Linked DNA regions of Bombyx mori: region 2 is linked to region 1. Evidence: chromatin contacts called from public Hi-C data. All regions are on one chromosome and are shown on one strand. The core of a region is the stretch at or near the end of the contact, and the rest is flanking DNA. Distances in the headings are between cores, read along the strand shown. Region 1 has its middle 7.5 kb from the start of Cbz. Region 2 holds the start of LOC101738992 (double-strand-break repair protein rad21 homolog).

The links. A called contact is a pair of places that touch in the nucleus more often than the background predicts.
Region 2: a contact with region 1 is called in a Hi-C map of whole pupa, with 1.9 times the contacts expected there. The contact joins the promoter of LOC101738992 here to the enhancer-like site in region 1. A contact is called at or near these places in 2 of 7 Hi-C or Micro-C datasets (middle silk gland and whole pupa).

Annotation. Positions count from the first base shown.
Region 1 is chr6:4,125,552-4,129,736 of ASM3026992v2, reverse strand. No RefSeq gene overlaps it. Among protein-coding and RNA genes, the nearest start is that of Cbz, 7.5 kb to the left of the region's middle. Within about 2 kb of position 2,181, at least 8 of the 8 cell types and tissues checked have open chromatin away from gene starts, as enhancers often do.
Region 2 is chr6:4,173,335-4,177,519 of ASM3026992v2, reverse strand. It overlaps LOC101738992 (double-strand-break repair protein rad21 homolog), which reads right to left and starts at 1,846. Exons shown (of 21, transcript XM_012694182.3): 1 at 1,740-1,846; 2 at 1,176-1,477; 3 at 969-1,084; 4 at 425-608. The coding sequence starts at 1,433.

The DNA.
Region 1 (4,185 bases), core at 932-3,431:
CCCACCTGGTGTTAAGTGGTTACTGGAGCCCATAGACATCTACAACGTAAATGCGCCACACACCTTGAGATATAGTTCTAAGGTCTCAGTATAGTCACAACGGCTGCCCCACCCTTCAAACCGAAACGCATTACTGCTTCACGGCAGAAATAGGCGGGGCGGTGGTACCTACCCGTGCGGACTCACAAGAGGTCCTACCACCAGTAAAGAGTAAGAGTAAGAGTATGGGTTATAATCTTTCATTTTACTAGTTTGGTACAAATTTTAATTATTTTTTGTTTCAAATAAAATGAAATCAATCAAAATCAAGTATTTTCTGTATGAAAGCTAATTCATGAGTCTTGGAATTTAAATTACTTTTAGGGTTTTACCTCGCATTTTTTCTTTTTAATCCCAGCGTTTCGAAAACTACCCAGTCTCTGCCCTTGTGGCAAACTAATTATCATTGTCAGTAATGTTTAAAAAAAATGGTCATTTCGTTTCAAGATGTACATATATAGATTTCACTAAATTAAATGTTACCTACTTAATGCATCTTTCACTATAAATTGCAGCAAAAAGTAATTATGTAATATTATGGATACAAGCCCAAGTAATCGATAAATATGTACGCATTGTTGGTGCATAGCAGCTGTTCATACCTTCGTTTTGATGAAATGGAACTAAATTTGTATTAAAAAGTAATAATGATCTATCATAGACCTAGATAGTAGGGACACGACATATTGTTCTATACGTACAATTGCTTATATAAATAGCACCCATTTTGAAGGCACATACATAAACATATATCTATCTCGTTCTTACTCAGCACTTTAACTCGCAGGAAAACAATATAACAGTATTTCAGTGCGTACATAAAATGAAACATGAATATACGTAAATATCTCCGTCTCCGTCTAATGAGGCCGAAAATCCGCCATGTTTAGCGCGCCAAATGTCATTGTCACGTCAGTTCGGTCGTCTGTTTTGGGTTGTACATTATTTATTGACTATGATATCGATTTAATATGATTGATTATATAAAATTTCATAATTTATCATGCTTAAAACATAGAAAAATAATAATTAAAACGTATTTTATAGGATCTCAAGAAAGTCGATGTCCTAAAACTATTATCTATATGTATTTAAATTCATTATGGAGCCCTCATCCGAAAAATCCATTTTTCGGTCGGAATCTATTGATCATGACACTAATCATAAATACCACTTTAAAATATGTCATCAAAACATATTTAGACATTCTGTTTAGATATTTCGGGAAAAAGGCTACCGACAAAATCTCTTCGGAACTATTGAAATAAAATAGTTTTATTCCGCAGTGAGTAAAACACTATTGTAAATTTGTTAAATATTTAATAATTAAGTGATTTTAGAGAGGAAGTCACAAGGAATGACGTTTGTAATTAATGAATAAATGTTCTGTAGGCGTGTTTTTTTTAAACGCGGTCCCTGGATAAGTTTAAAATTTGAATCACTCTCAAGCGAAAGTGATTCAAATGGTGCGGCGCACCTTCCTTGGGGTGCGCTGCGGTAGTATGTTACGGACTTTAGAGTCAGCAAAACAATTAAAATAGATTGTAATAGTCTAAGAAAAACACGTACTCAAAATACGATAACATTTAGCATGCTAGAAATGGGCTGATGGCTTTGAACTACGCCATATCTTTATGTTTTGCGACAAACGACAACTTTATAAAATCATTGTAGCAACTTTTAAAAATCATCATATCGTTTACTTGGCAAATTCGAAGGACGAACTTGTCTTAGATTTCACCCATCTAAATCATATCATATTTGCACATAACAATATACCTACTTACTTCCCATTAAAGTATAAATTCTACAAATAAATAATACTCAACAATATTTAAAATAAAATGAGCCAAGAACGTTTATCGATAAAACCTGATAACATTGTAATCTTTTGTACAGCACTAAAGCCGCCATGTTTTGTGGCCAGATGACGTCACAGTGGCACGAAATTTTGGTTGACGTTTCATTTCCATAGGTTTCCTACTTCATTGTGATCTATGATATATTGACACAACTAAAACATTATAACGTAAAAAAAAATTTGATTGTAGGTATTGTAACATTAATTTCTTTGTAATAAGTATGATCTGCTACATTTTCAATCATTCTATACCCACCTACCTACACTCTACAGTTTTTTTATCTATGTTTCAAATATGACATCCAGGGCATTGACATATTATTAGCTGTCACGCGAATGAGGTTAGTACATAGATTAAACACTTAATATATTTGAGAGGTTAGTAGGTACAGCAAGATGTTGTATGTATATTGTATATATATTGTTTTAGGTAAATCAACAGAGATCCTGTCATCAAACATTCTTAGCTAGGTACTCACTTAATTCTTAGTTAATATCTGTGACCTTGCTCGTTCACGAAGCCCGCTATAGAAAGCAGAGTATTAAATACACTTGACATTGGCGAAATCTAAAAGGAAACGCCATAAACATAAGAGATAGGTACAGTAAGAAAGGGTGATTAGGGATTGAGAGGTGAATGGGGAAAAAACCAGAAGGAAAAAAAAGGTTTTTTAATCGTTGCAAAATCTTCCATTTTTTGTAATGTAATGGTAGAATGTTGAAAGTTCACAAAACAACTCTGAATATGCATGATAATAGCTGCTAACTTATAAAAAATCGCATTTCAAATTAACTTCTTGTGGTGGTAATTATTTTAGTGCTAGAAACTTTGCTCTCTTTTATTTATTTGATAATAATAGAAGACGACTGTGATTTATAAATGTTATTTAGTGTTTGAACCATTATATATATTAAAGGTAAGTCTTAGTTGTTATTGGTTTTAATGTATTTGATAAAATAAAAATACATGTAAAAATCTGTTGTTTTTGGGGATATTGGGGACGTTTCAGGTACAAATAACAATGAAAAAGGGGTCAATTGGGATGAGAATAAGTGAAATGGAAGCGACCTAAGTATAAATGAGTACAGAGTTGTAGGGTTGTCTATGTAGTTACAACAATATTTTTTAAATTTGTTGGTAAGAATCTGGTTTATTCATGATGTTTTTGTCTAGAACTTTTATTCAAAATTATCAATGCAGTGTTATTTTATTGTTTGGAAAATATTTATATTATCAGTTACGCGTTGTTTTCTATTAGATATGCCTCGTATCAAAGATTCCAAATCCTTATAAGAGATATGATCCCTTAATATTAAAAACAGTAATAGAAGCCTATGAAATTAGGAATAAGTCTTTAGTTGAAATAGCTAAGCAATTTAACATAAGTAAGTCGCTTTTGCACAGACATTTTACAAGAACAATGAAATCTCAAGGTGGACAAAAATGTCTAAGTAATACATAATAAAATATATTAATATTTGTTCAGAGTGGGGGTATCCACCTGATTAATCCATGGAATAACAGACACACTTAATCTCTTAACCCAGATAAAAACATCAGCCCCTAAGTACTTACTAAGAACGAAGAAATATAAACCGCTTATAAGAAAGCCCACTCGTTCGAATTTAAGTGCTTACTCTCCCTTAAACAGAATCGTTTGCGACTACAATAATGTCCACGGTAGCGCGGTCTCCGTTAATGTTCATTCGGACTTGTCCGATTGCGCTGAACTAACTTTAAGTGATGAAATAGATGTTTTTTCTAATTGTGTCACAGCTTACAGAAAAAAATTGTCGCAGATAATTTCCCAAGTAAATATAAATTAATCATAAGTAATTAAATGTAATCAAGTTTTAGATATATATTTTTTATTTTTGTTGTCAATGCACTGTCGATTGCACCTATAATTGAGGTGACATGTGCCATGTACATTTGTCAGTTTTTCAATGTTTTTCATTGATGATCTCTTTGTTGGTGCATCTAAATAAATAAATTAATTAACACCAAGGAGTGCAGCCCTAGCAAATTTCTCTATTAACACTAATTTCGTCCCCAATAACCGCAATTTCTGGGTAACTAGGGATAACACCTGTTTTTGCTTAAACTGGAATGCTAAAGCTTTAAATTTGATACCAAAGACGCCCCCAAGACTCATCATCAAGATCCTAGACCAAGACCTATAATTGTTCACCTCGATGACGACCTGGACTTAAAGTCCACCAGTAAGTATATGCAGTCGGCGTCGATGCGCCACTTCGATAAAGCGGCACGACACGAGAACCCT
Region 2 (4,185 bases), core at 597-3,096, 48 kb before region 1:
ACTGGTAGTAGGACCTCTTGTGAGTCCGCACGGGTAGGTACCACCACCCTGCCTATTTCTGTCGTGAAGCAGTAATGCGTTTCGGTTTGAAGGGTGGGGCAGCTGTTGTAACTATACTGAGACCTTAGAACTCATATCTCAAGGCGGGTGGCGCATTACGTTGTAGACGTCTATGGGCTCCAGTAACCACTTACAAAAACCAGGTGGGCTGTGAGCTCGTCCACACACCTAAGCAATAAAAAAAAATCTAAGGATGTATAAGATGATGAAGAAGGATAATAAATGAACTCTGATCTACACACTTATATCATATTTATTAAAACTGCAATTGCAGATGAATAGCTATAAAGATTATCTTAGATTATTAGAAAATTTTAATTGGTAGGTTATTATGTACCCTAAAAATCATGAATTACAATCATACCTGCTCCAGTCCACCTTCAGAACCAATACCTTCTCTCATAATGTCAGGATTATCAGTGTCAAAACCCATGTCTCCAAAGCCATCATCATGGGTGACAAGGTTTAATGATCCATAATCCTCACGCATCGTGATCTCTTCTGCTCTTGACTGGTTTAAAGAGAATTGGGCTTCAATATCAACCTCACTAAAACATTTTAGAATGGTGTAAATGTTATAACACAAGAAATGCACTTGAAAAAATACCATTTTATTTCATTAATGAAGTATGTCTATACTTCTTGTAAAGTTGTACAGTTTCAAAAGATAGAACAATTGAATTTTTTAGACTTTTGTGATATTTTGTAAATTAATTACAAATAACAACCAATAATCATAGTAATTTAATTATTCCTTAATAATAGCATTATTTTATCGTAATAATAACTAATAGAGGGAAATCAATAATATTGAGAATTTTTTAGCAAGCTTTACTGTGTTATTTTTGTCCACATATTACAGTATACTTACAGTACTACTGAACACTCCCTAACACTTTAATACTCACTTTAATTCAGGCATGGCTGTGTCAAAGTCATGAAAGACCTCTGGTAAGGTGATAGCATTCATAGCAGCCTCCCTGTGCTCTTCGGGAAGATCTACCATGCCAGGTCTGAAGGCCAACTGTTTAATTTGAAATTAAGATTTTTTTTTCAATTAAGTAAATTTAGATTTGGTAAACTTATTCACTACAATTGATTTAAAAAATGTGTACCTTAATCTTGACAAAAGCTTCGTTACAGTCTTGCAACAGATACTTGGCTTTTCTCGAGTAGATTCTCACAACTCCAAGCAAAAGGTGTCCAGAAGTACGCAATGCCATCTTCACTTTAGGCTTTAAAATACCATCAACTGATTTCTCGATATTAGTTTCAAATACGTGTGCTTTTGTCAATTTCTTATCCCAGTGGGCCGCCAGCCAAATCTTGGCCAGCGGACCCTTCTTAGCCAGCACAAAATGTGCATAAAACATGATGATAGTGGCACTTCCTGATCAAGAATCACATCAACACTTTTCTGAAATTATAAAATTAATTTAAATATTTATATATTGGGTTGCATATAACAAAGTATCAATTGCAGAACAATTTAGTAACGATAAACACCACAGCCTTAGATATTGTTTGGCATTTGTAACGAACAACTCGGAACAACAGTAAAGTAATTTGGCGCCTATTCTATTAATGAAGTGAATAATCACTTTTCGTAAAAAAATTATTAAAATAATTATTTTACAATCACAGTTATTGTAAAATATTATGTAAAATTATCATATTACCAATTATTTAGTCACACATTAAATATTTCACTTTTTACAATCAACGTAAACATGACAACAATTACGTTTTCAAGATGGTGTCCACTTGTGTTGCCAGTACAATTTTATTTTCAATTCGAGATAGGTATAAAGAGGAAAGAAATGAAACCGTTACTTTTTAATTGATGCTTAAAAAACGAAATTACATGAAATAATATTATTAATAAGTAATGTCTCAAAAAGTGGTGGATATCCACACTATCTGCTACAGTTAATGAAATTTTTGGAAGAAGTTTTGAAGTTTTGGAAGAAGCATTTAATGCATCAAACAAAATGGCTGAATGTGATGTAAAACAATTTAATCCAGTGTCTATATTTTGGAGAAAATTAAGAAAAATAGAAAGTGAAAAACCAAAAATTAGTAATAAAACATATATCAGTTATTTTGAAATTATTCTCCTCATTACCTTCGTAGCTACTGAAGGAACATTTTTTTTTTTCTTTTATGGATGAACGGGCACGCCTGTTTTCTTTAGCGCTGAGGAATCCATTTACGGATACCCGGTCAAGGGTGGTAACGGACCGGGCTATGTCGGGCTCCAGCGCCTCCAGAGAGGAAGTGGGAGACGAGAAAGTCAAGGTTCTTCACCTCCCCCAATTCCTCGCAGGAGACTACGCCTTGAAAAAGGCGCACGAGGCGCTCGCCCCGCAAAACCATCTACCAACTTAACCCCATCGAGCCTCACCGCACCGGCTACACCAAACCTACGGTACCGCAATGCGCGCCGAAAGTCCACCTTCACCGGTAGCCGTCCTGATGATACAACGGGACTTCATTTTTGTGAATATCCCGAAGGGCGTCGTTTCGGGAAACACGCCGTGGGCGACGCACAGGAGCCATCTTGCACCACCTCATCACCGGACCCATAGTTCGAATACCGAGCGCCCCCGCACCCGGAACTCAACAGCCCCTACGGTGGCTGAGCGAAAGCGTCACGTCTGCGCTGCCCACCCTACCTTAGTTGCTGAGAAGCTGAAGAAGGATCCTACTCCCTTTCGCACTCCTCAGCTTCACGGAACGCCATTACCAGGTCACAAAACCTGGCCATGGCCTTCCACGGATTCTAGTCCTCTATTTTTTTTTTATCTAAGCTGGTGGTCTAGAGCAGGGGTCGGCCTGTTTGTCCTTAAGGGCGCAATACTAAATTTGAAAATCACCGAGGGCGCATATTTTACAGATAATCAACAGGCATTAAAAAAGAGGTTTTTTAAAACTTTATTTTGTTGGTGTCATACATAATGATACATATTATTCAGTGTGAAACTATAACTATAATTAGGGATATAACTATAACTAACTTATAATTGGGGAGATATATAGAATTCCCGGTCCTTAAGCAATTATCTAAATGTGTAGTAGTACTTTTAAATGCACGGCCTACGCGTGGTCTATTCGAAATACGATCACACACTAACAAAAAATACGTGCGTCTTATTAGATACGCTCAAGGTTAGCAAACTGCTAATCTATGCACAATCCTAAACTCAACTGACTACTTGCTGTATATTGACAAGAATAAATTGCTCTGGCTATCATACATTTACATTAGTCCAGCGAGGGCGCATTACCGACCACCATTGCCGACCCCTGGTCTGGAGAAACCATATCAGCGTAACCTTAACTAGTAAGCGAGCTAACGGGACTCAAACCTGACGATGTTGCTAACACGAACTCTAGCAAAGAGCCGTGCTTCGCATAATCTACCACCGGATCGAAAACGCGACCCACTGAGAAGATCCGGCGAGAAACTCAGTGGGCTATGTCTGTGGGTTAATTTATTCGCCGAGCCCTTCGTCGCAAGCGACGGGTTCGCCGAGAACGATGACCGTTGCTTGGGGTACCTAAAAGCACCGTCTGGTCCTCTAGCATGCGGGCGACAACAACCCGTAAGGAGAGGTCCCTCTCCAGCACTGCGATGAGATCTCGCCGCGAGTATTTCCAACGCAGGCACGCTTCGAGCGCGTGCTGAGCGTCATCGTCCGGATACCCGCAATGATGGCAACCCGGATGTGGCTCTCTCCTGTAGATTTTCTACAGGTACCTCCCGAAACAGCCATATCCTGAGAGGACCTGCGTAAGGTGAAAGGAGAAAACGCCAGGTTGCCGATACGACCATGCCTCCAGCACGGGCACCTGGGCTTCGAGGGTGCGCCGGCGGGTGGCCGAAGCTTGCCCGATTTCAGCAACCACTCCCTCCACTTAGCGTACGCCACGTGACGCACAGCACGCTTCTGTCGATCAACAGCCGATGGATGGACGGGCGCTAGTGAAAATAGTGTAAGCATCACATCGTGAATACCGCTACCCATTTTCAGATGTGAGGTTTTTGTCTCAATTGTATTGTAATTACACAACTTATAGCTTTTGCAGCTTTGATTTTATTACACGATGCTATTTCTTGATCCT